Linked DNA regions of Mus musculus: region 1 is linked to region 2. A link is a contact called in public promoter capture Hi-C data. All regions are on one chromosome and are shown on one strand. The core of a region is the stretch at or near the end of the contact, and the rest is flanking DNA. Distances in the headings are between cores, read along the strand shown.

What was found. Capture Hi-C pulls out chosen DNA fragments and counts their contacts.
Region 1: a contact with region 2 is called in a promoter capture Hi-C map of pancreatic islet. The contact joins two enhancer-like sites. A contact is called at or near these places in 1 of 15 datasets of contacts at CTCF or cohesin (CD8 T cells), 8 of 484 Hi-C or Micro-C datasets (bone marrow-derived macrophages, cortical neurons, embryonic stem cells and 4 more), 3 of 115 datasets of contacts at active chromatin or transcription factors (extraembryonic endoderm stem cells, microglia and trophoblast stem cells) and 2 of 9 other capture datasets (adipose tissue and pancreatic islet).

What each region holds. Positions count from the first base shown.
Region 1 is chr3:51,867,156-51,873,763 of GRCm38.p6, forward strand. All of the region lies in intron 1 of Maml3 (mastermind like transcriptional coactivator 3), which reads right to left. Among named protein-coding and RNA genes, the nearest start is that of Gm46803, 160 kb to the left of the region's middle. Within about 2 kb of position 1,821, at least 28 of the 459 cell types and tissues checked have an H3K27ac peak or open chromatin away from gene starts, as enhancers often do. A contact at or near this core is called in microglia and pancreatic islet, where this site is marked.
Region 2 is chr3:51,792,109-51,798,010 of GRCm38.p6, forward strand. All of the region lies in intron 2 of Maml3 (mastermind like transcriptional coactivator 3), which reads right to left. Among named protein-coding and RNA genes, the nearest start is that of Gm46803, 87 kb to the left of the region's middle. Within about 2 kb of position 4,478, at least 87 of the 459 cell types and tissues checked have an H3K27ac peak or open chromatin away from gene starts, as enhancers often do. A contact at or near this core is called in microglia and pancreatic islet, where this site is marked.

The sequences.
Region 1 (6,608 bases), core at 571-3,070, 72 kb after region 2:
TGTTGTGTCCTCTTACCCAATTTTGGAACACAGACACCAAGATCCAGCTGTGGGGTCCTTAATATATTTATCTTTGACTTTTCTAAAAAAAAATTATGAATGACTGAATTTCAGGGTCTGATTTTATCTTTTAGTTATGATTAAACTTGTAGTAAGTACCAACTGAACGCACCACAACTCCACGAGAATGGATCCCAATACATTAGGGGCATGGCAGACAAGGCCCTTGACATTCAGAAATGCTATGTCCCAAGATTCCCAAATCTCCAAGTTCCCAAGTACATAAAGTCCACACAGGCTCTTGGCTTTTTCACAATTGAATGAATAAATTACATTTCACCGCAGGTCCCAGGAGCCCTGGGTCCTCTTTTTATGTGAAATTTAAGGAGTTTTCATGAGCATTGATGAAACAATGAACCACTCATTAAGACCAAGACGATGATCCTGATGGTCACCAGGGCGGGCTGCATGATTCTTAAACCTCTTCACATAACTTTAAGCAGGATGCACAAGGATACATTTTTATCAGATAACTCAATTTGTCATTTAGTAAGTGACTTAAGATATTGCTGTTATACAGTATTCCCGTTGGTTGAAAATTGCTGGGCTTCATGCTGAGGATATTGTACCCTAATTTTTTACACTTATTTTTAGTAAGACAGGGTCTTACAATGGAGCCTTGGCTGGCCTAGAACTCAACATGTAGACCAGCCTGGCCTCAAACTCACAGAGCCACCTGCCTCCGAGTCCTGACGCATGAAATTAAAGGTGTGTAACCCTACATCTGGTCCTTTTTTTATTTTTTACGTTTTTGAGGTTGGATCTCATGTAGCCCAGGCTGGCTCCCAACTAGCTATGTACCCTGCCGTAGAGCCGTTGATCCTCTGACCTCAGGCTCCCAAGTAATTGGATTACAGGGTATATCACCATATTTGCTAGTGTTTCTCATTTGCCAACCTGACCAATAATAATAATAATAATAATAATAATAATAATAATAATAACAACAACAACAACCTCATAATAATCTGTGATGGCCGAGGATTGCTTCAGTAAGGACAGGTAACTCGGATTCCTCTCAAAGCCTCTTCTCCTGACTGCCTCACCAAACTTCAACAAAGCTTGCTGATAAATTCTGAGTTTTAGAACCTGTCATAAGGGTCCAAGGTGGACCCATCCATGCCTGAGTCAGATCTGCCGTTTCGCAGAAATGCCCAGAGCTTTTCTACAGGAAAGATGCTGTGCCCCAAGTCTGTCACGTGTGTGAGGAGCTGATGGCTGTGACCCTGGTGGCAGCAGCAGCAGCAGCAGCAGCAGGAGGAGGAGGAGGAGGAGGAGGAGGAGGAGGAGGAGGCAGAGACTACATGCATCCAGCGACTTCCATGCATGCAATAGCTTTCTTTCCTAGGCAAAGCTCCACAGGGATGAGCAGGTGCTGTCAAAATCGCAGTCAGAACCCCGAAGGGCTCATCTTTCCTGCACACACACACACACACACACACACACACACATTGTGTTTCCTTTTTAAACCGCAAGAAACAGTATCCTCAGGGGTCTTCTCCCAGTAGTTCTTACTAGGAGTCATGTATACATTTTCTCTTCAAACGCATCTGTAGACATGACCCTGTGTTATTTTCTGATTTTTCTAATGGGATTTTATTTATAGCTGTAAAGAAACAAAGGAGGGAGGTGAGGAAGGAGAAAGAATCACTCGGAAGGAAGTGAACAGATGAAAAGATTTGCTATGATCTGTGTCATTCCCAGCTGGAGATTCCTACCAGCGAGGACGGCCAATGTATAGCAAGCCGTGGCCAAGCCCTGGGTTCTCTGTTTGTTTTCTGGGAAGGACGAGGTGGGAGGAGAGACACTTCAGAGAGCTTCCCCTTCCAGGGCCCAGGGATATTTTTATTCCACTGTTTACTCAAAATGTCCTCTTTCTCAACAAGGAATTCTCACTTTTGTTTTTAGCCCCTCATGAGAGCCTCTCTTCCTCTCTGCAGCTCTGGAGTCTTGCACCAGCTTAGGAGATGCAAAAGGCCCAGAGCTTCCAGATGTGAGGAGATGATTTTGAAATAAAACCCCAGCATAAACTCATCTCCTTTAGGAATGCAAAAGTGTTGAAATAGGTCTATAGAATAAAAAAATCTCTGGTATCCCCTCAAAGAGGTCAGGAGCCCCATTTCCACCTGAGCTGTCACACAGGGAGCAAACCCTGGCAGCCAAGAGCCACCTCCCAATGAGGGCACATAGATTCTCATAGTCTCCCCTCGCCCACACATCTCTGCCAGCAAGCAAACAAACACCGTCTATTTCTAGACAGCACCTGACTCCTAGGTCTCCATTTCATTGAGCATTTTTTTTTCTCCAGATATGAAGGCTGAGGGCCTGGGCTTTCTTTACCAACAAGGGGACTTCTTTATGGTTATGTCTTTCCATGTGTGCATGTATGTGCATCTGTGTTCTGTCCTGTGCCTATGCATGCAGAGGTCAGAGGCTGACGCTGGTTGTTATTCTCTAACCCTCTCTACCTTATATAAGACTTCCACAGAATATTCTACTATACAGACTGGCCTGGGAAGTTTGGGGGACGGTGTCTTCCTGTCTCCTCCTGCTGGACCTTGGATTACTAAAGAACATAGCCAAGCGCCCAGATGCTCACATGAATGTTGGGGGCCACACGTGGGTTCTCAGGCTTACTCGGCAAGCCCTATAACCAGTAAGTCTTTAGACTTTTTCCACAGCAGGACACAAGGCAGGACAGGAGGACTTTTCTCTCCTGTGTGAATCCCCATGGGGAAGGTAAGATTCCTCTATGCACATGCCATAAAAGGCACATGCTGATAGATGGGCAAACATGGAGGCTGAAGTGACCAGCTGGACAGCGGGGCACGCCACCCCACCATTCAAACCTAGAAGCAGCAGCAGTCTGGAGCCTGCCAGCTTAGCTGTCCTGTGTGGGAGACGATGCTCGGGCTTCATCCCAGCTGAAATTCATTTTTCAAAAGAAATTAGACCGAGGCACTGTTGTTATAGCAACAGTCAGAGTCATTTAGGCACACAGTCTCTTTTCTACAACCTCCCTGACTTATGTGGGCAGCATTTCATTTATGCAAGGGGAGTGGCCAAGGCTGAGCTTGCACGGACCCTTTATCAGCCTTGAAGATGTGAAAGCCTGAGTCCTCTATGGCCAATCCAAAGCCCCAGGACAATACTAAGTGACCAGAAGGTGAGCAGGGAAGATATCAAAAAAAAAAAAAAAAACCAAAAAAAAACCCTCTGAATCCAGTCCTTCCATGCCCTGGGGTAGGAACTGAGTGTGTCAGCTCTCCATTTCCTGCCTTATCCAGGGATTGGCAGCTGACAGGGGAGTATCTGGTGAGCATCATAATGCACTCAGTGAACCTCGAAGTGACTTCATTATTTCAACTCTATAGGACTTTGGGGTGTAGACGTCCTAATATGACAGAGAGTCCACACCAGCCGCTGAAACCCATATTCAGTCTCAAAATGATCTCGTTCTGAGGAACATGTACACCTCTTAAGAAAGAATCCACATGTCAAAGGGCCTGCTAGAGAAAAGCCACAGGGGGTCGTCTACATCCATACAAGGGAATACAAGGATAACAACAAACTGAGCCTAGTGCTCATGGCCAATGTTACAGGACACCTGTATCTATACCATGTATGGATCCATATGTCAAAGTCCAGCTACCAGAAACTCAGTCTTTATGATAAAGTCCTTAGGGTGGGTCTGACTTCTTATAAGAAGCAGGAATTAGGCTCCAGGTCCCAGAGGGAAACCTGTGAGAACAGATGGCTGCCTTAGTCCACTAGTCCACTTGGTTGCGCTACTGCAACAAAATGTCAGAAACTGGATACTTTATAAAGAACATTTTATTTGTCATGGATCCTGGGAAGTCCATGATCAAGGCGCTGAAGAGTCATGGTCTGGTGAGCCCTGTTCTCTATAGAATGTTGTCAAGGCCCTGTTCCTATGGAATGACATCACCTGGGTATCCTGGTATGTCCGAAGTGCAAATGAGAAAGGGCCTAAATTAGACCCCTTCAGCCTTTCAGTCTAAGCCAGTCCCACTCCTGAGGGCTCAGTGACTTAATCAACTCCAGTCGGAGCCCCCACTGTTAAAACCGCACCACCTGGGGATGCAGTTTCAACACTGAGTTCTAGGAGATTCTCAGGCCAAGGCAAGGGCTTGGCAGGAACCAACCTTGCTAGCTTGCTATTGGGCATCCAGCCTCTTAGACCTGGGACAGGGTAAATTTCTGGAGCTTACCCAGCCTAATATATGATACTTTGTCACAACAGCCTTGGCAAACAAGACTCATCATTTGATTCCTGCCTATCCCTGTCCTCTCTGAGTCTTAGTCAGGTCAGGGCACTTAATAACTCACACAAAGGATCATCTTGCACAAACTCGTCCAACCGACTGAGCCCTGCTGGGTGTGAGTTCTGTCAGGTAGGAAGGTCATCCTGAGTAGGAGCAGGCGTCCAACCTCAAGGACCTTCAGTGTGGAGACGACAGGGAAACAGAGGCTAAGCAGCAGTGGAGTTTATAGTAGGCACCTCCACTGCATGTCTCTGCCTCCTAATAGTGACCAAGGATCAAGGAGTCAATGCACTTTGTCTCCGACAGGCCTCTCTCTGGTTGACAGAGCCTCACCTTTCCCCCCTCCCTGGTCCTCACACGGCTTCTCCTCTGTGATGCCACAGCTTCTGCATCTGTGTGTCCAAAATTCTTAAGAAGATGGAGGTCACATTCATTTCGGAGCCACCTTAACTGCCTTGCCATAATTTAAATGGCCCTGTCTTCAAACACAGACTCTGAGGACTTCAGCCTCTGAATCTGGGGAGACATGATTCAGCTCAGACAGGATCCAATGCCGTTCTTGTGTAGCGGATTAGAGATTGTCTCAAGTTATAAGTCAACAGGAGACAGAGTTGGCCTTAAAGGAAACAGTTGACAATTACTACTTTATCCAGAGCAAGTGTCTTTCCCCCATCACTCCTTAACTTTCCTGATTCCTTTGATACTTTTCTCACTACTCTGGTACAAAAACCACGTAAGGGCATGGGAGAGATGGAGCATCATGTAAGGTACTTGCTACCAAGCCTGAGAATGTGAGCTGGATTCCTGAAACCCACATAGTACGAGAAGATCCAACTGCCCAGAGTTGTCCTCCTAACCAGCACATGTAAGCTTGGTGCGCGCATGAGCACACACACACACATACACACACATACATACATGTTAGTGCATGCACACACATATGCACGCATGCACTAATAGTAATAATAGTTAATAATAATAACAATAATAAAATAAATTATTTCAAGAAGTATTTCCCATTCACTCTCTAATGTCCCCTCTCTTGACCAGCCCTCAGAGCAAGCAGAAGTGGGCCTGCTAAGATTTAAGAGGCCCTGAATAGCACCGTCTTGTTTCCTGAGAGTAAGTAAATGTCCCTTCACAGGGACCACCTGAGTCCAGAGGGACACAAAGAGGGAAAAATGATGCAGAGAAAGAACCTGGTTCCCCGCTGCAGCCCAGCATCCTGAGTGATAAATCATAGGGCTCACACCGGGTCAGGTTTGTCAACTTTCTTCTTTGACGGTGGCACGCTGGCAATGTCCCGTAAAGCTGTAGAGCCCAGCTAAGCATGCCAGGATTTTATCTCTCCCCTAGCCAACCAGACATTATTTATGCAGTTTCCATTAGAATGCTACAGCCAGGTTTGCATAATATCTCCTATAACTACCTCCTTGTGCATAGTTACAGCTCTCATAAAAGTCCCCTGGGACAGATTTTTTTTTTGTTCCACTCTCTCTTCAGAAGTTAAAGTATTGTAACAACAGATGATGATTTTACAGATATTTTTGAAGTTGTATGAATGAGAAAGAAAGGAGTTTTTTTTTTTTAAAGAAACTATAATGAATATTTTGCCATCTCTTGTCCAATCTAGCACCATAAATCAAACGAACTGATCATAAAGCCACCAGGCAAGACAGTATAATAGACTTCACTGGCGACTGCCCACACGGCCAGATTGAAGGAAATGAGCTCTGTATTCACGTGGTTATCAGTATTTAAAAATGCCCCGAGTGTACACAACACAAAATGTCAGGAACTTGAGGAGCAAAACTATGCATGTGGTGTTTTCCAGATCTCTCTATAGCCCAGCAACTAAACAAACTTAATTATGTGACCCGGCAGCAACTATTTCACCTCGCCAGACCTCTTCTTCCTTCATTACAAAGTGAGGGGGTTGTGGCACGTGATCTCCAAAGAGGTTCCTGCTCTGACGGCTTCTCTTTGGCCCCTGGATTCAAATCAATAGCTTATATTCACAGCCACCCTGCAAGGCACGGTCCATTCAAAAACACACTTGAGCTAGACAGTCCTTTTACTCCATTACTAAGATCTTCGGAAGCAAGCAGCCATTGCTCATCTGCAAAGATTTTTTTTTTGAATTTTGTATATTGGAAGGAAAAATTATACTTGAGTCTTAATTACAATTATCTTCAAAAATCCAGCAAGTAAACGAAGTGTGTAAATTACATGATTAATTTAAAAGTAGATTTTTCTTTCCTC
Region 2 (5,902 bases), core at 3,228-5,727:
CAATCTAATAATGTAGTGCATGGAAGGAACTTAGTTTATAGCCTAGAAAGCAGCACACACTCTAAAATGTCAGCGATCGTTATAGCTATAGCTATAGAATAGAATAGGTATTGAATAGACTTCACAATTGGGATCTTTTAGCTCCTTCTAATTTCAAAGACTCTATCTTACATAGAACTACAGGTGTGAACTGTATCAAGTTGGAACTCATGCAGTATGTTGTATATATCCAATTATAGTGCTTATTAAGTGCCTGCTGTATGAAACCATTTGGCCTGCCCATGGAAGAATAGGAATCTGTCCCAGCCTCTTCCTAGTTCACATCCCCTCTATTCCTTAGCCTTTGCTGCTCCCAGCAAACATGCTGGAGAACTTGGGGTTGGTGATACAGCGTTTGTCTGGCATGAACAAGGTTTCTGCTGTAGTTCTTAGCACTGACACAAACCAAAGTCAAACAGGTAAACAGCTAAAATGTAGGGCAAAATGAAATCGCCACCAAATGGGGGAACTTATGAACATCTGGGAAAATAATTTCTGGCTCAGTTGGCATCTGGTTGTACCAGGGCAACAGAGAGAAGTCTTGGTGGCCAAGGACAGCAGCGAGTGCTCCAGGCTATCCAGCTGGAGAGAACTTAGGGGCTGCGGCTCTGACTCCCTGCAGTGTGTGGGTCACTGAGGCAAGAGAAGAAGCTCTGTACCTTCAGTGATCACAGAAGGCAGGAGGGAGAGGAGGCAGAGAAGAACCGCAAGCAGCTTAAGTGAACCCTTGGATGTGAGACTAAGAGGAAGGTTGGACCCTCGGCAGCTTCTTCCCAACACAGAAGCGTCACAGTCTCTCATCACATTACCTGGTCAACTTTGGCTGAGGGAAGGCAGGTATGACGTCTACAGTCATTTAGATGGCTATATGGGCAAAGCTAGCGCCACATGAGGGGGATTATTTTCTTCTAACTGGCTTGTATGGACACTAGTTACCTGGCCATATGTGGAAGAGACACTTTTCTGAACACTCCAGCATTCTCAGAGAGAGGATTATGGAAGCAAGATCAGCTAAACCCTGGGGTTATGAGATAGCTTTCTTACAAATGCTGGACTCAGACTTCTCTCTAATTTAATCCTGCCCAGCTAGGAAGACCTTTCCCACCTGACCCTCCTCTTGGCAGTTTTATATGCTAAATCAAAAGTTCTTGCCATACAAACTAGCTTCCATTGATACCTGATTTCCTGTGTGTTGAGGAATGTGCTCTTTTCCCACTCTGATCCCTGTGATATTAAGATTGGACTTTCTCATCTTAGTCTGGGTGCCGTTCAGCATCAAAAGAGCTGGGTCCTTCCTTCTCTTATTCCATGTTTAGGGACATGATCTTTTACTTTCATGCTGTGGAAGAGAGCCCTGTGGAGGGTTGGTGGTAGAGTCATCCTCACCAATGCCAAAAAGCCAAACCCACACCTGGTGGGTAGGCGGCACCCTTCCACATTTGCGTCTCCAAGCTGATGTGCCATCCAACTGGCTAACTTCTCTCAATATCCTGGCAGTGAAGCAACACTCACACAAATGGCACCAATCCCCCTGCAGCTTTCCATTGAAAGAGACTACTTTTGAAGGGGCACGGAACTAAACAGATATATAGTTCACATCTGAGGATAACTTTCAGTAAAATGTGCTTTAAGGTCAAGAAGAAAATTAAAGAACCATAAAATGATTTCAACCCTGGTGTTCAGGTATTCTATCATTTATTTTAAAAACACTTATTTTTGTGTGTGCGCGCACATGTGTACATAGATGCCACAGCACGATTGTGGGGGTCAGAGGTCGACTTAGGGGTGGGGTGTGTTCTATTCTTTCACCATGTGGAACTCAGGGATTGAATGTTTGGCAGTGCATGCCTCTGCTGCCACACACTATTGCATTGGCTCCTATTCTGTCTTTTCAGTGGAAACTTTGGTACTTAAGAAAAATCATTTTTTCCCATTGTTGAGTTTTTCTCTAGTTTCCTTCTTAAAATTTTTAGTCCAGATTTAATTGTGAAAAAAATCTACATTTTTTTTTATTCCATTAAAATCAAACTGTTAATGTCTTTGTTCTTTAAGATATTAGATTTGCCAAATGTAATGACTCATGTCTGAAATCTCAGCACTGGGGAAGCTGAGGCAGGAGGACTGCTTTGAGCATGAGGTCAACCTGGGCTACACAGAGATCTTTCTTCAAAAATCTTTTTTAAAAAGAGGGGAAGGGATTGGAGTACCTTTCTTTTCTTCTTTCTTTTTAATATAATTTATTCAGTGTATGAGTGCTCTGCTGCATATACATCTGCCTGCCTGAAGAGGGCATCAGATTTCCCTATAGATGGTTGTGAGCCACCATGTGGTTGCTGGGAATTGAACTCAGGACCTCTGGAAGAGCAGCCAGTGCTCTCAACTGTTGAGCCATCTCTCCAGCCCTAGAACACACTTTCATGATGGCTTGAATCTGTCTTCTCCTGGATCGCAGTCCTAACTAGCTCCAAATAAATATATTTTTCTCTGCCCTTTAAGAAAAAGAATAAAAATATTAGAACTACTGTTTTATAATTTTTCTTTCATTCACATGGACCCCAGGGCATTAAGCATTATTTTATGGTACTTTAATAGCAGCTTAATGTCCCATAATTTATTTAGCTAAATCTTTACTTTTAGCCATTTAAGACCCTCCCTCAAATATTTACAACTACCAATGTTGTGACGATGAACATATTAACCCCGTGCACTATTTTCTTTGTTTCCTTCCCCTACCCTGCCCTTCCATTTTCTTCTTTCCTTCTGTGGGAGATGGAACTGAGCCTTGCCTATGCCAGACAAGCGTCCCACCATGGAGCTGTATGCCAGCCCTCATTTTTACATATTGTTCTACAACCGGGTCTCACTGAGGGGCCCAGCAAGCCTGACCCTTGTGATCCCCTTGCTACAAACCCCCAATTATTAGAGATCATAGGCCTGTGCCACCAGGCTTAGAATAAATCCACATCTAGAATCACATCTCTGCTCATTTGTTTTTATCTGTTTGCTTGTTGTGGCAGTGCTGGGGATGGAACTCTGGGTCCTGCATCCCCATCAGGCATTTTACCACTGAGCCACACTCTTAGCTCGCTGATCCTACGGTTAGAATAGCTTTCTTAGAGTCACCAGGTCAAGCACTTGGAGGTCCCTAAAGAGCAATGGACAACCAATGAGGTGCGAAAAGAACGGATAGGTGGCTTTTCTAGAATCGCTCTAGGATGCTCTGGAATGACAAGGCTGTTTCTGCTGCTCAGCATCATGTCAGACCTGGAGCTGTCCCGACTCTGGTTAGCATGGAGTTCCTGCTGGAGTTCTGGACAGAGGCCTCCTGCCAGCCTCACGTGGTAACTCAGGGCAACAGGTTCACTGCAGGAAAAATCCGCCCTCATGTCTTTCAGTCTCAGGAGGCCCTTTATTGGCCCTAGACATATGGCGAGGCCACGTTCTTCATCCTTAAACACAGTATCTGCTCCATCAGGAGAGGGCTTCGCTTGAGCCTGTTCCTTTCACTGACCACAAACAAGGAGAAAGCAGCCGTGGTTCGGCAGGCAGGCAGGCACCAGGATCCTGGCTGGATGGCTGCCTACGTGGGATGGTATAGGCCCCAAGGAATTGAACTCAGGACTGCCCCACATGTCAAGCCCATATCAGGCTGGGAGCCAGTCACCCTCACTGCAGTCTCAAAGAATGGGAAAGGAGGCGCAGAACTGCCTTTTGCTTTTTCACTAGACTGGGCCTATCAGCATTACAGCGGTGCCACAAGTGCACAGACCAACAGCAGCGGTGCGCCTAGTATGTCCCCTCGAAAGGCCCCGATGCCAGGCAGGGGTGGACTTAGGGACCTCTTATTTGGCTTTAAGTGTAGAACACACAAGAGAAGGCAAAGCAGAGCTTCGGAGTTAATAAGACGGCCCCGATAGAAGGCAGCCTGGACAACTGGCAACTGCATCGTCTTGTCCTTAGGAAATTCAGGGTGCTAGCTCATCCTCCTTAGAATATCAATACATGACCCCTTGTCAATCAGATCAGGCAAAATGAAATAGGCATACCTCAGAATTCACCATTATGGTCATTGTCAAGATCAGGGTAAACCACCTCGAAGGCAGAGAAGCAGGCCTAGAACCTGGCCAAAAGTCCCAGATGTGTGTGTGTGGGGTGTGTGTGTGTGTGTGTGTGTGTGTGTGTGTGTGTGTGTGTGTGAGTAGTAGTAGTAGAAGAAGAAGAAGAGGAACAACTGAGAACCACAGTGCTTACCACAAAGGCAGGGTCTTTACTTCTCACTGGCTGTCCAACTCTGTCCTTTCCTAGTATGTGCAGACAGACAGACAGACAGACAAAACACACACACACACTAGCCATGTCGGTCAGGGCTAATGCAACTGAGAAGGAACGGCAGCCGTTGGTGTCCCTGACGCTCCTGGGGCTGAGGCTTCAGTGCGCATGCGCAGGAGCAGTGCTGTCTTTTCCCCGCCCTCCGTGTTTGTGTGTGATCCCGGTAGAGGTGGCAGAATGGGATATAACTGAAGTCCTGAGCAGCTCTCAGGCCACATGCCCTGGTTGTTTTCTCCATCTTTCTTCACTGGGTCCACTTTCTCTCTTTGCTGTTGTTGTAAGAGCCTCATAACCCGTACTTGGCTACTGTGTATTGTCTGCCTGAATGGAAGCGACTCCAGGGTAGAGTTCTGTATTTTAGGACCTATGTCAGTGGCTGGCATGAAAGAGGTGCTTGGTAGATTTTTGTTTAAGGAATGAACGCCTATTAGCCATTCTAATTTAGACTCCAGTTACTTGAATTGATGAGTGCAAAAGACTTGCTCATCCGCTTGAAACGTGTACCCACCCCTAGCCCTCAGGCTCCGCACAGCTCCCCCGGTCCAAGCCACAGTTGCTTCTGACACAGCCAAGTAATCACTGTCACTTGGCCAAATTGAGGAGGAAGTGAAATATTTACTGGAGCAGAAATTCCAGGGGTCAGTAGCCTGGCTTGTGCTCACATAAGTAATGATGGTTAGTGACACTCCAGCCCACCTTGGTGTTTATTGTGAGGCACAGCTGGCCACTGCGTGGTTTTGGCTTGTGATTCATGAGTATTCAGAATGGCTCCATATCTTCAGAGTCTTCATATTGTCACCAGAAACAATAAATAAATCCTAGCTTAAATGCCCTTCTAGACTCAGAGTGCTTCACACACATACTTTCTGCATATCTTTGAAAATGGTCTTGGAAAATACGCAAGAAAAATGGAGAATGAAATTAAAACCCCAAACTGGCAAGGTGGCTTTAGTGGATGAAGGAATTTCCTGCCAAGCCTGACTACTTGGAAAATCAATCCTGGGACAGCACGTGGTTGAAGGAAGGAAATGACACAAGCACACAACACAACACACACACACACACACATGCACACAGGAGTTAATGTAACAAATGTAATAAATACAATAAATCACAGTGAAACCAGGGACTTATTAGTATCTCCCAGTTGTTGAGATATAAAGAGTGAATAGTTTGTCAACCAAACAAAGACAACGGGCATAAACTCTGACGGACTGTTTGAGGCAGAGAGTATGGATGGTTGTTCTAGGTCTAACCAGCTTCCATCATGATAGAGGATGGGGAAGGGTAACAAACCTGAGTGTACTGAAAATGTCCAAAGCCTGTGATTTGTATCCAACTCAGTTTGAGTCAGAGGATCACGGATGTTGAATACAATACTCATATTGTCAATCATGCGCTAATTTCACGAGTTTTGTAAGTATCAAGCAAGTCTGTTCAATAATTGACCTAGCAAATTAATCTTTCCCCCCCATTAGTTTTTCACTCTTTAGCATGACAATATCAGATACACTGTCAGAGAAGAGGCCCCTGC